Linked DNA regions of Zea mays: region 2 is linked to region 1. A link is a contact called in public Hi-C data. All regions are on one chromosome and are shown on one strand. The core of a region is the stretch at or near the end of the contact, and the rest is flanking DNA. Distances in the headings are between cores, read along the strand shown. Region 1 holds the start of LOC100282329. Region 2 holds the start of LOC100383592.

Region 1 (6,220 bases), core at 1,292-3,791:
TTGGTTGTTCAATGGTGGAATCGGGTTCTTTTCTTATTGAGATCTCTTTCTTCTTTGCTGCTCTTTCAGTTAGATAGACCTGAACGATACGTGCAGATGCTAATTAGGAAGTGTTTGAATGTATTAAAGCTAATAGTTAGTTAGCTAAAAATTACTTATAAAATTAGCGAGCTAACAAATAGCTAGTTAACTATTAAATAATTTAATAAAAATAGCTGGTAATTAAACTAATAGTTAGAATGTTTAAATGTCTTAAACTAATTTTAGCCACTAAATATTATCTCTAGTTCATTCAAAAAAACCTCTTACCAACCACATTACAGCCTGAGTAGCATGTACTCCTGCAACGATTCAACTTTTCAACCGGACTGTTCGTTCCGAGACGAACAGCGGAAGCAACATTTTGTTCAACGGCAACAAGAAGGCGAAGATGGTAATCGTCTAATCGACAACAACGGGTATGGGTGAACTCTCTCGGGGCGAAAACTGTAGCTCTGCCCCCAGAGCATGGATTAACAAGCCGCAAAACTGTAGCTAGTATCTCTTTCTCTTTGGGATGTACAAACCCGACGACGAAGCACCATCAGTTCTGATCTCGAGCGCTCAAGGCCCGCTCTCATCTCATCCCATCTCACTGTATGTATGTATGTATGTGTACAGACAGCTACACTACACTCAATTCCCCTCCCGATTCCTGAAGCTGCAACTGGTGGCCTCCGCCATGGCCCATGGCGATCCCCACCATGCCAAGAAACCTCCCTCCCCTCTCTAAACAGTGAACACACATTGGTGGCGCAGCAGCAGCAGCAGCAGCCTCTTCATCATTTCCAGCCATAGCTCTCGGACCGGCCGTCTTCCTCCTCGCAGCTGGCGGTGGCGGCGGACGAGACGGCGGCCACCGAGGTGGACAGGTGGTGGAGGGGGCCGTGGGGAGATCCAGACTGAGGGCTGCCTTGCTCCTGGGGAATCCACAGCCCTCCCACGAGCACGATCGGCTGGCGCACCACGCCGGATCCAGGCGCCCTGCGGTTGTGCAGCCGGTATTTCTGAATAAACATCGGAATTAGAGAATCCATTTCAGCAACCATCAAAACAACAGATATTCGTGACTTCCTGAGATGGATGAATGGAATGCCAAGTGGACTGAGCTGCTGCTGGATCGCTAACCTGAAGATGGCTTTTCACTTCGTCGTTTGTCAGCCCATCCACCTTCATCAGCTCCCTGATTTGCTTCGGCGTGGCAACTGCAGGCATGGCGTAGCATGAATGAACTCAATGTTTCTTTCTAATATAATATGGAAGGCAGCTAGCAACTAGGTAAGATTGGACGTGTGTGTTGGTGGCCCAAAACTGGCAAGAAATTCTGGTGAACTGGCATCCGAAGAACAAGGCAAGGCTCACCTTGGGGGCCACCGAGCTGATCCAAGGCGGCGACGAACTTGCGATGCAGCTCCGTCGACCAGCAACGCCGAGCCTTCCTTGCCTGCTGCTGCTGCTGCTGCTGCTGCTGCGACTGGAGCCCAAGCGCAGGGGCAGACGGCGCCATGGCAGCCGCCCTGGCCGCAGCTTGCGCAAATCCCACAACCTGGCGACGGCTCTCCTCGGCGCCGGCGTCCGCAGGAGGCATGGTCGCCGGCGGCGACAGCAAGGACGACAGATCCGGCACCCCGACGCGCGCAGCCGCAGCCTTGTCGTCCGTTCTCAAGAAGAGCGGCGCGAACGCCGGCGCGCCAGAGCCCACATCAGCCTTGAACGGTAAGAGAGCGCCGCGGGACCTGGCCTCCGGCGAGCACCGCCCCTTGTCTTGCTTCTGCGATCGCAAAGCTCCAAAACTTTTAGGCCCACCGACGAATCGAGCACCCGACAGCACCCCCACAGATCCTGTGCTGACTGAGCATTCAAGCAGCTGCACCAGCGATCGAATCGTGCCGTACCTCTGATTCCGCGTCCTCCCGCCCGGAATCGCCCGTCCAGAGCTGCGCCGTGCTCATCCACTTGCTCTTGTCCGCGGTGGCGCCGTCCGCCTCCTCCTCCTCATCATCAGCTGCCGCAGACGCCAGCCTGCGATCACTCCTCCTCCTCGTCGTCGTCTTCTTCTTCCCCGCCTCCTCCTTCATGACATCAATTACTGCGCACACGCCACCGCATCGCCGCATAAAAAAAACCGCTCCCCAAAATGGAAAGAAGCAGAAGGTATCCCAAATGAATCACAGGTGGGAAAAATAAAAAAGAGAGAGACAGAAGAGAGGAGAAGAGGTAGGTGCGCTCACCGTCGGCGAGGAGGCGCGCGCAGAGCGGGAGGTCCCGCTTGAACATCTCGATCTTACCCCGCTCCTCCTCGAGGCGGCGGATGCATGCGTCCATGTCCGGCGCCGGCGTGTCGTCCTTGCTCTGCCTCACGGCCTTGGAGGCGAAGTGCCTCAGATCCAGGCTCAAATCGGCGCCCATCCCGATCTCCATGACGTCGAGCCCCATCGTCGCGATGAATCCGTCGACGGTGGTGTCCTGTGTGCCCGAAGGAAGAAGTGCGCGGGCGGCGGATGGGAACGGAGGGAGGCCGCGGAAGGTGAGCTCCATTTATAGGGGAGCCGAGCAGGCGAGGAAAAAAACTGGAGATGGAGTGGTAGAATCTCCGAATCAACAACGACGAGTTTTCACGTCCGAAAGAATATTTTGTAATAAAGCCCCTATATTTGCAGTCTATTGTAAAATTAGTGCTATGCCTACTAGCATAATAACAAAAACGTTTGGCTAATATTTGGTAAAAATATCTCAATGCATCCTACAGCCCATTGCTGGTTTTCGGTCTCGCTTTCACTTGAAAAATCGCGTGAACGATTGTTTCTCTTTTAGTCGTAATAAAAGCATACGACAAAGCTTTTGCCCATCGTTCTAGAGGAAACAACTTAATATGAATCTAATATATTATTTGTCACAGAGGAAGCACTTTATTTTTGTAGGATAATTTCAAATTAGTACTATATTTGCTCATATACGTAACAATGGTCGGCCAAGATTTCGTATATCCTGGCTGAACTTCGGGTTCATTTTCAAATCAAAACCAGGATTAAGCTTGTTTTTTTTACTCCTAATAAAAACCCACGACGAAGCTTCTTTCACTATTTTAGATTTTTTCCCAGATTTAGTACATTATCTGTTGTAAGGGAAAACCGTTTGTGTTTGTAGAACTTTTTTAGTTTAGGAGTATACTTCCTATTATAATTTATAATAAAGGTTTTGATAACTTTTCATAGACGGGACGTACTGATTTTTGGGCTCAATTTCATCACAAAACCTAGATCAAGCCTGATTCTTTTATTACTTCTAATAAAAATCTACAGCGAGCCTTTTTGTCGTTATTCCGTGGAAAAAACTTTTACAACTAGTACACTTTGTTTTTTAAGAAAACTCCTTTGTGTGTATGATATATATAATAATTTAGTACTAAATTGATCTTTTTAATAAAGGTTTAGTTGGTGTTTCAGAAATAAAATATAATGATGCATTAACCGATTTTTAGGTTTAGTTTCATCTCAAAACCTAAACCAAACTTGGTTCTAATTACTCCTAATAAAAACCTAGAACAAAGCTTCTATTGTCGTTTTGGAAAACCAAACTTTTATAAATTTAGTACATTATATGTCATATAGGAAAACCCTATGTTTCTAGGATATAGTAAATCTAGTACTATATTTTCTCTTGTAACAGAGGTTCAGCTAACATTATATAAACAAGTCCAATTCATAGTCTTTTGCACAATAATAATAAAAGGTCTGGTTGACATTTGATAAATTAGTCCAATACATCTAGTCCATTAGTGAGTTTTTTAGGCTTAGTTTCACCTAAGAAACTAGGTCATCTATTGTTTCTCTTTTAGTTATAATAAAAGCATACGACAAAACTTTTGTCGTTTTTTTTCTAAAAGAAACAACATATTATGAATTTAGTACTTGTCATAGAGGAAGTTCCTTTGTTTTTTAGGACAATTTTAATTTTGTACTATATTTGATCATTTATGTAACAATGGTTGTCTAATATTTTGCAAGCAAGTTTCATGAAGTTACGGCTGGATTTCGGGCTCAGTTTCATCTCAAAACCTGGATCAAGCTCGGTTCTTTTTACCCCTATTAAAAACCTACAACGAAGCATCTGTCACTATTTTAGAAAGAAGTCTTTTATAGATTTAGTACACTATTTGTAAAGGAAGACCCCTTGTGTTTGTAGGATAGTTTTAATTTAGTACTATACTTGCCCTTGTAAAAAAGGTTTTGCTAACTTTTGATAAATAGGACTTAAGATATATTAGCCAATTTCCGGGCTCGGTTTCATATCAAAACCTAGATCAAGCTTGTTTCTTTAATGACTTCTAATAAAAACATATGACGAAGCTTCTGTCTTTAGGAAAACAACCTTTTATAACTAGTACACTAGTTGTTATATAGGAAAATTCCTTGTGTTTGTATGGTATTTTAATTTAGTACCCCTCCATCCCAAAATAAAATTAGTTTTACCTTTTTAGCCAATTCATAAAATAATTATATATTTGTTTTATATATGTATCTAGATTTATCACCATTCATTTGAATATAGACATAAAAATAAAGAGATAAAACAACTAATATTTTAAAACGGATGGAATACTAAATTGCTCTTCTAACAAAGGTTTGGCTAGCATTTCATAAACAAAATCTAATGACACATTAACCAATTTTTAGGATCGGTTTCATCTCAAAACCTAAATCAAACTTGGTTCTTTTTTACCCCTAATAAAAACCTACAAATAAAAGATGAGAGATACCTTTTTTAAAAAAACTTTTCCTTGATTGTGCGTCTGTTTAGATAAAAGGTAAGAGATATTTTTAAAAAACAAATAAATAAATATATCGATCATGTCGTCACCGTGATGTGCTTCAAGTTTTAAAATGAAAAACGTTTCCTCTATCAAAACGCTGGTCATCTCGTGGTCAAGGTCCGAATCTACGACCGTCGACATAAACTTCTCTTCTGCTTGGATGTAAGTAGTCCCGGTTGGCAACGGATTAATTAAAAAATAAACAGTGTCTATAGGAATTAGTCGTTTTAGATTTGTCTTAAGTCAATCAATAACAACTTTGACCCATTATACCTAATATTTCATAAGATTTTACAACATAAAAGTATAGTTAATAGATTTATCATGACTTGAACTACTATAATATATAATTCTTTTAGTTTAGAATAATTTAATCCTATATATTGTTGATCAAAATTTAAATAGTCTAACTTAGGACATATCCAAAACGGCTAAATCATGTGGATGGAGGAGGGGTACAAAACTTTTACTCCGGTGATCAGTGGAATTTAAACAAAAAATCTTGTATATTATTTTGCGTGTAGTTTTTTTCCCCACCTCACTTACATAGCACATATATAGCTATAGATGATATACTTTTTTAACTGATCCATAAAAGATCATTTAGTCCTGTCCTTTTTTAAACTGATCCCTGTAAGATAATTTAGTTCTGTTTAATAACACCAATTCAGAACAAAGAATCGTCCATATTACTCTGAGTTAGTGTTGATAATCAGATGTATATAAAAGCGGGCAATGCTAACAAGTAACAACGCAAACAATAGGAGCACCAGCGTGGCGACGCGTGCTGTGTGCAGGTACTCTATTACCTCTCGTGTATAACGCTAGGTAACTACTTCATTTGTTCTTTTTTTATTTGTCGCGTTTTAGTTCAAAATGAACTAGCAGACAATAAATATTTGAGAACAAATGTTTTTTTTTGGCATATAGCGTAATTCTAGATATAGGAAATGAATGCATATTGTCCTAGGACTACTTTTTTTTTATTTGTGAGACTAGTAGAGGAAATATTTTGTTTGCTAGATAGTTTTGTCAATCTCACCGGTTGAGCAGTCACCAAAGTTAAGGAGAATGTTTTCTTTTGCTCAAGTGGTAATGGTGCCCATGTCACTCCTGCATGCATGCTTCGATCCTCCTCTAGATAAATAGATAAGATGCATGCAAGAGAGGATAGAAGGTCAAGCCCTCATTTTCCACACACCCTAGCTAGCTAGGATGTGGACATTGTTCACCACTAAACTAAGCACATATGCTTCAAGAAAGAAAAAGGAACATAACCATCAACTATGCATTATAATCTTCATGCAAATGAAACCACGTGTACGGTAATGAGTTTTATTTACTAAAAAAATAAGTGGCGATAGATAA
Region 2 (6,220 bases), core at 1,060-3,559, 150 kb after region 1:
TTAATTGAGTATATTATATATGGTTGAGGTTGGTATAAGTTACCTATGGCACGTGAATATGGGTTGTACATACCAATACCTGCACCTGTCTATCTGATGGGTACAATACTGTGCCCATTAGCGTACCCACGGGTAAAAAAAAATCATCCTTACATGTCCTTATATTAGGTAAACCCCCGTGTATATGGTTTTGGGTACCCATTATCATCTCTACATTGGACCATACGGGACCTTTAGCCTATATAAATAGGAATCAATTTCAATTTTTACAAGACTATATTTGAAGCGAGTTTAGCAATAGATTGGATATAATAGATTAGATTAATCTATAACTTTTAGAGATTTCGAGAGAGAACTCTCAATTTCTTTAAGCGAGCACTTTTGTATATATAATCTTCATAATTAAAGAAATGATTGTGCAAGATTAGTGTGATAATTTCGTTCTCCCTTTGTTCATTAATTGCATGTTTTATTTTTAGATTTATTTATTAATTTTCAATTGTTATTGTTGATTTGAATCATCTAGATCGTTGCTAGCTAGGGTATCAAGTTAGTGACCTATAAAGTTTGGAATATTAATCTTTCACAGTACCAGTTTAGTTACGAAATTAAAGCTTGGTTAATTTATGTCATATTCTATACCAGTAGTAATGTTTCGTTAATATCTTTGGATCCAAGAGTTTGATTGTGGTAATTCTAGTTGGACTAATTGCATAATTTTATCCAGATGAATCTTTTAAAATTTGAAGTCGACCCCCGAGTTCCGGATTTTGGTCAATGTAGTTTTTACTAATGAAACATAGGTCTATCCAGATTTAGAAAATGGTTAGATTGGTCTGGTAATTACTAATTAGGAGAGGAGATGATTATTTTTAAGCTTCCACAATCCTTCAACCCCTCTCATTACCAATCCTTAGTTTACCATGCCACACTTTTCTTTCTCTCTTTCCTTAGTGTCATAAAAAAGCAATGCGGCACTGTTAAAAATATTAAAGATAAAACACGTTGCAACGATCTCCCTAGTTATATTTTGATAGCTCATTTATTTTGTATTATATTGCTATTATAAAGCTATGGTCATTGGACTGTACATCTGATTTCAGAGCATGCACTGAACACCTTATTATGTGTTGTGAAACATGATGAAAACTTTAACAGCCTCCTGAACATTGGCATCAAATATTAATTAGGTTATGTTCCCAGAAATGCACAATAGCATCGATGGATCTGCCTGAATTATGCTAACATCTGAACTACGAATGCCAAACGTGTGGTCTGTAATGTAACTCAGTACATTCTTGTCAACCCTTGGTACTTTTCAGTCAAAACCCAAGAAACACGACTGAAACAGTTGAAGGTTTCATGTATTTTTTTTTTTTGCATTCTTTCCATTCAAAACCTCGGATTCTTGAAGTGCTACAAAAAAGGTGCATACTCTGCTCTGAAACCATCGGAATCCAATTACAACCAGAATCAAATTGCAAGGAATGTGGAGAACCTATCTTCTATCCAGTGCAGCTTCAGATTCCAAGGAGGAAGGGAAGGAGGGGTTTTAATTTGCTCAAAAGCTTGGTGTTCGTTCCACTTCTGAATCTCCCTCGCATCTCTGAATGTGCTGCATCCTACGACCGCCTTGGATTTGGTTAGGGTTCACCTCGGGACACGACCAGCTTGGATTTGGTTATGGTCAGTGGTCACGACCGGCTGCTCTGCATGGTGGTGAAGTGGAAGCCGCAACGGGGGCAGCGCACCTGGTCGGGCGTCGGATTGCTTACCGTCGACGCTGCTTCAGAGCTCTCGGCGCCCGCGCCCGCCGCCCTCATCTTCTTGCGTGCTGGCGACCATGTCAACAAGTCCTCATTGTCCACCTCCACTGGGTTCCCCTTGTGGCCGAGCGGCGGCGCGGTCGTGGTCGTGGTCGCGCCGGATACCTTGTCGTCGCCCGCCACCATGCTGTTGAGAAGGGGCGGCTCTATCGTCCCTGTAGCCGTGGCTCCGCCGTCCGAGTTCTTGGCTTTGGAATAGTCGTGGCCTATCGGCTGGCTCTTCCCGCACGAAAACGTCTTTTCCGCGCACGGTTGGCGTGGTGCGACGAAGGCGTCGTGCGGTGAGTTTATATATATGTTCCGCGTACGCCACGCGCAGACCGGATGGGCCTCCGACAGTCCGAGGTCGGGAAGGGCCCGGATTCTCTCGCTTTCCATGTTTTACTATTAGGCCTGTTCAGGGCTGGCCTCACTGTGAAGTCCACTAGAATTTAGCAGGCCTGAATCTTTTTACCTCATTTTTTTTTCTGTTCTCTGCCCCAAACGCACAAGCCCTAGCCGCCGACCACCATGGCGGCGGCGCCACCTCCGGACCCGACGGTTCTAATTGAAGACCTCGTCGAGGAGTTCCTCCTCCGCATTCCCCCGGATGACCCCGCCAGCCTCGCTCGTGCCGCCCTCGTCAGTAGGCACTGGCACCGCGTCATCACCGGCCCCGTCTTCCGCCGTAGATTCCGTGAGTTCCACCGCTCGCCACCTTTGCAGGGCTACATCTCCAACATCCACAATTCCATCCACTTCGTCCCTATATCGTCGTTCCGCCCGCGCCATGCTGACCTCGACGACGTGATAGCGATCCACTCAAGCCCTGGTCGCGTCCTTCTCTGTCGCCGCCCCGGGAAGGGTCTGGATGTCTTCCCCGGGAAGGGTCTGGATGTCTTCCTCTCCGTGTGGGATCCCATCACCGATGAGCTGCGGGATTTGCCCGCGCTGCCGCTGCCGGTGGTCCCAGGCCCGTGCACATGTAACTGGGACGCGGCCGTCATCTGCGCCGTAGGCGAGGGCTGCAACCATATCCATTGCGGCTTCAAGGTCGTCTGCGTAGGAACTTCTCAAAGGAGGGACTTCTCCTGTGTCTATTCACCCGAGGCTGGTAGCTGCTGGAGTGATCTCATCTTTGCTGCTTCAGGGGAACACACCAACTCCTTTGAGACGGGGACCTGTGTCCACGCTGGGAGCTCCCTCTACTTCCTGAGTCGATTCAACCATGAAATCGTCAAATATGACTTGCTGACGGATCGAATGTCTACCATTTGCTTCAGAGTAGAACCTGACGCCCAAATTAACGGCATGGCCACTGTGCTTATTGCCACAGAGGACGGCAGGCTAGGAGTTGCCAAAACAAGCAATTCAACGCTTGGTTGTTCAACACTTCACCTGTGGATAAGGGACCATGAAAGATGGGAAGAAAGAAGGCCCATTGAGCTTCGTATGCTGCTCCCAGATGATGCCCTACGCGATCCTCAATTCCCGCCTGAATTTTTTCCAGACAAGCCTTGGCTGGCTGGCTTTGCAGGGACAGGAGCTGGTGTCATTTTCTTTAAGACACGTCTTGGGTATTTTGCTGTTGATCTGAATTCAGGGAGGAGCAAGAACATAGGCGGGTGCTTAGGTTGGGGTTGCATTATTCCCTATGTGAGCTTCTGCATTCCAGGTACCCTGGCACCCTGCTTTCACTCTGTATTTTGCTCATTTGCACTTGCACAATAAGTAGTAGTTCAGCTGTGTATGGGCTCAGCAACATTGTGTAATACTTTTTTATTGGTATTTGGTATCATGAACCAGATTACTCCTACCTATATATTACCTACATAAAAGGTTAGGTTCTCACGTATTCTACGGTGCAAACATTAGTCTCATCATGCCAACCTTTAATTATACATGTTCCTCAACCATCTCTTGTATACTAATTTCACATGATAACGTCGTAGAAAAATAAATAGGATAAATTCCTAGATGTAGTTTGAGTTCATCTTGATGCTGTTATTTACATGTGTTGAAGCTTGTGAAATTCTATCTCTTACAGCTGATACAAAACATATATATACACAAGACTCTTGGGCTACACGGTAACGGCCAGACACGGCCCAACAATATGTGACCATTAACTGGATAATAAATCAGTGCTGTTTTTTTGGCTTTTGTATGATTTGTGTTTACCCAATATTCATTGTTATCATAGATTCATCATATTTTGTATTTGAGTTTCTTATGCAGCGCCAGGAGCAATATCCACAGATGAGGGACCAGAAGCTGGTCTCGAGGGCTAGGAGCTCTGGCTTGTGAAGTGAATAAGAAGCTCTAAATCAAGAAGGATATTTACTAGACCAGAAGCATGGTTTGGGTGGGATATCTCTACATGATTTTGTTGCTGTTCTGACCTTGTTTGTGCTCCCGAACTTGAGTTTGCAATCAAATTATGATAATGGTATTGACTCTCATATGAAAGCATGGCATATGGAATTTAATACTGTGTATGACTGTGGACAATTTTCCTCTTCTACTTTTTATCATAGGACCAAGGGATAAAATCAGCTTACTCCAATCCAGTTTTATGAATTGTTCATTTGATAGCTTTGTTGAATATGAAGGACTACTTTTTTATGCACTGTGTCTTTGAGCAAGATCGGTGAACAACACTGAGCATGGGCTTTTGAGGCTTTTGACTGATGACAGCACAGATAAAATTGAGGATAGTACATCAGTTTTAGTTGCAGCACTAAAACAATGCTAGTCTACTAATGGCTTTCAGCCAAGAGAACTGCTGGTGCTCAGTTTAGTTTCTGCAAGGCTATCCTTTCCAACATCAGCAAGCTTTTCCCTACTTAATGCAGAGGGCATGCTTTGTATATCTTCACTAATTTTGTTTTATTAGGATGCCGCAAAGGCCAAAGGGTTGATCTTTCATCCCTCCATTTATTTTGCCCACTTGCATTTGAAAAAAAGAAAAGGGTGTCGATGTTTAGAACGGAGGTAGTAATAACTAGCTGCTTAATCTAGTTGTCACCATGGATGGAGAAATCAGATAAACCTGCATTAGCACTAAGCACAAATGTGTATGTATGGTTATGTAATGGTAGCATGGAGCATGATTTTCATTTTTCATATGAACATAGAGCATATATAATAATATGTGTAAGCACCAAGGGGTAAGATGTGTTCTAACCTTACTCAAATACTAGGCTTAAATCTAGAGCAAGCACTATATAAGTAGAAGTCTATCTAACCTAGGCACTTTATAAAACACCTACGCTAATTAGGAGTGATTCTTTTGAACAATTGGGTATCTGGAGCTACTAGAGATAAGCGTTAACTTTCTTAATATTTTCCTTAATTACCTCCCATACATCTTAAATGTCTAGTGGTAGCATATATACCTCCAAAGTCCAAAGCTAGTTGTAAGTGACACAAAAAATTATGCGTACTCATTGAACATATCTGTTACACTCACTAACTAGACATGTTTAGTGCATCTACGTTAGCTAGTTGCAGACCCCAATCCTATATTGTTCATAAATTTTTATCATAAGGTTCCCTGCTGCAATTTAGATATCCAGCATGCTCTTCAATTTTGGTGCTCACCCTTACGGGTATGCCCTCACTGCCTTTTATAATTGTATAAGGGAAATATTATTCAATATAATGTCCTAAAAATTGGCAATATCAATCTAAAAATCGTTATGAATAGGATGTAAACAAAGCTACTATCTGTCCATATATAACGTCACAGGAAGGACAAAAAATTCAGTCAGCGATCGAGAACGGCAAAGAAAAACCATATTATTGTTGCTTGCCGACATAAATTTAAGTATAGGACAAAAAAAAAAGCCACATCATATTACATACTATGGGCTTACCAGACAAAATGAAATAAACGTGTGCATGCATGCATGCATGGTACGAACGTCTGGATAGAGTCTCCGAGCTGAGTGTGGTCCGACGTGGAAGTGTACGTCTCAACACACGACGCATGTGACCGACAAGGGCAAGTTGAAGTCTATGCATGGATGGGCCTGAGCGCCGCGCTGAATGAATCTGGACGGGTGGTAGGGCATCTCGGTGGGCAAAACAAATAACTCCGTGTGCTGCATGGCTGCCTTTGGAATCTTTGCATGCAGCTGTGTGCTGAACTGAAACCCTTCGCTCTATCTATATAAACAGATGCCCTTCGCTCTCGTCTCAGCAGGCAGCATCGTCTCAAGTTTTGTTCTCCTCTCCTAGCTAGCCAGCACCTGCAGATCTGCTCGTTGCCTTGGTAATTCATCATGTAGTACGTAGCATCAGCTAGTATTTATCTCAAGTATATATATACGCATATGTGTCGTCGCAGTACTTTCCCTTATCTCTCTATACACACTACACGCATACATACCAATACCATCCGTCTTAACTCT

What was found. A called contact is a pair of places that touch in the nucleus more often than the background predicts.
Region 2: a Hi-C map of leaf shows a contact between it and region 1, with 9 times the contacts expected there. The contact joins the promoter of LOC100383592 here to the promoter of LOC100282329 in region 1. A contact is called at or near these places in 3 of 25 Hi-C or Micro-C datasets (ear, leaf and tassel).

The regions. Positions count from the first base shown.
Region 1 is chr7:2,658,282-2,664,501 of Zm-B73-REFERENCE-NAM-5.0, forward strand. LOC100282329 reads right to left here and starts at 2,542. Exons shown (of 5, transcript NM_001371850.1): 1 at 2,271-2,542; 2 at 1,935-2,128; 3 at 1,402-1,810; 4 at 1,168-1,244; 5 at 513-1,046. The coding sequence starts at 2,475. The coding sequence ends at 822.
Region 2 is chr7:2,809,072-2,815,291 of Zm-B73-REFERENCE-NAM-5.0, forward strand. It overlaps LOC100383592, which reads left to right and starts at 2,310. Exons shown (of 2, transcript NM_001176240.1): 1 at 2,310-3,480; 2 at 4,044-4,353. The coding sequence starts at 2,337. The coding sequence ends at 4,096. It overlaps LOC100382488, which reads left to right and starts at 5,957. Exons shown (of 2, transcript NM_001363571.1): 1 at 5,957-6,081.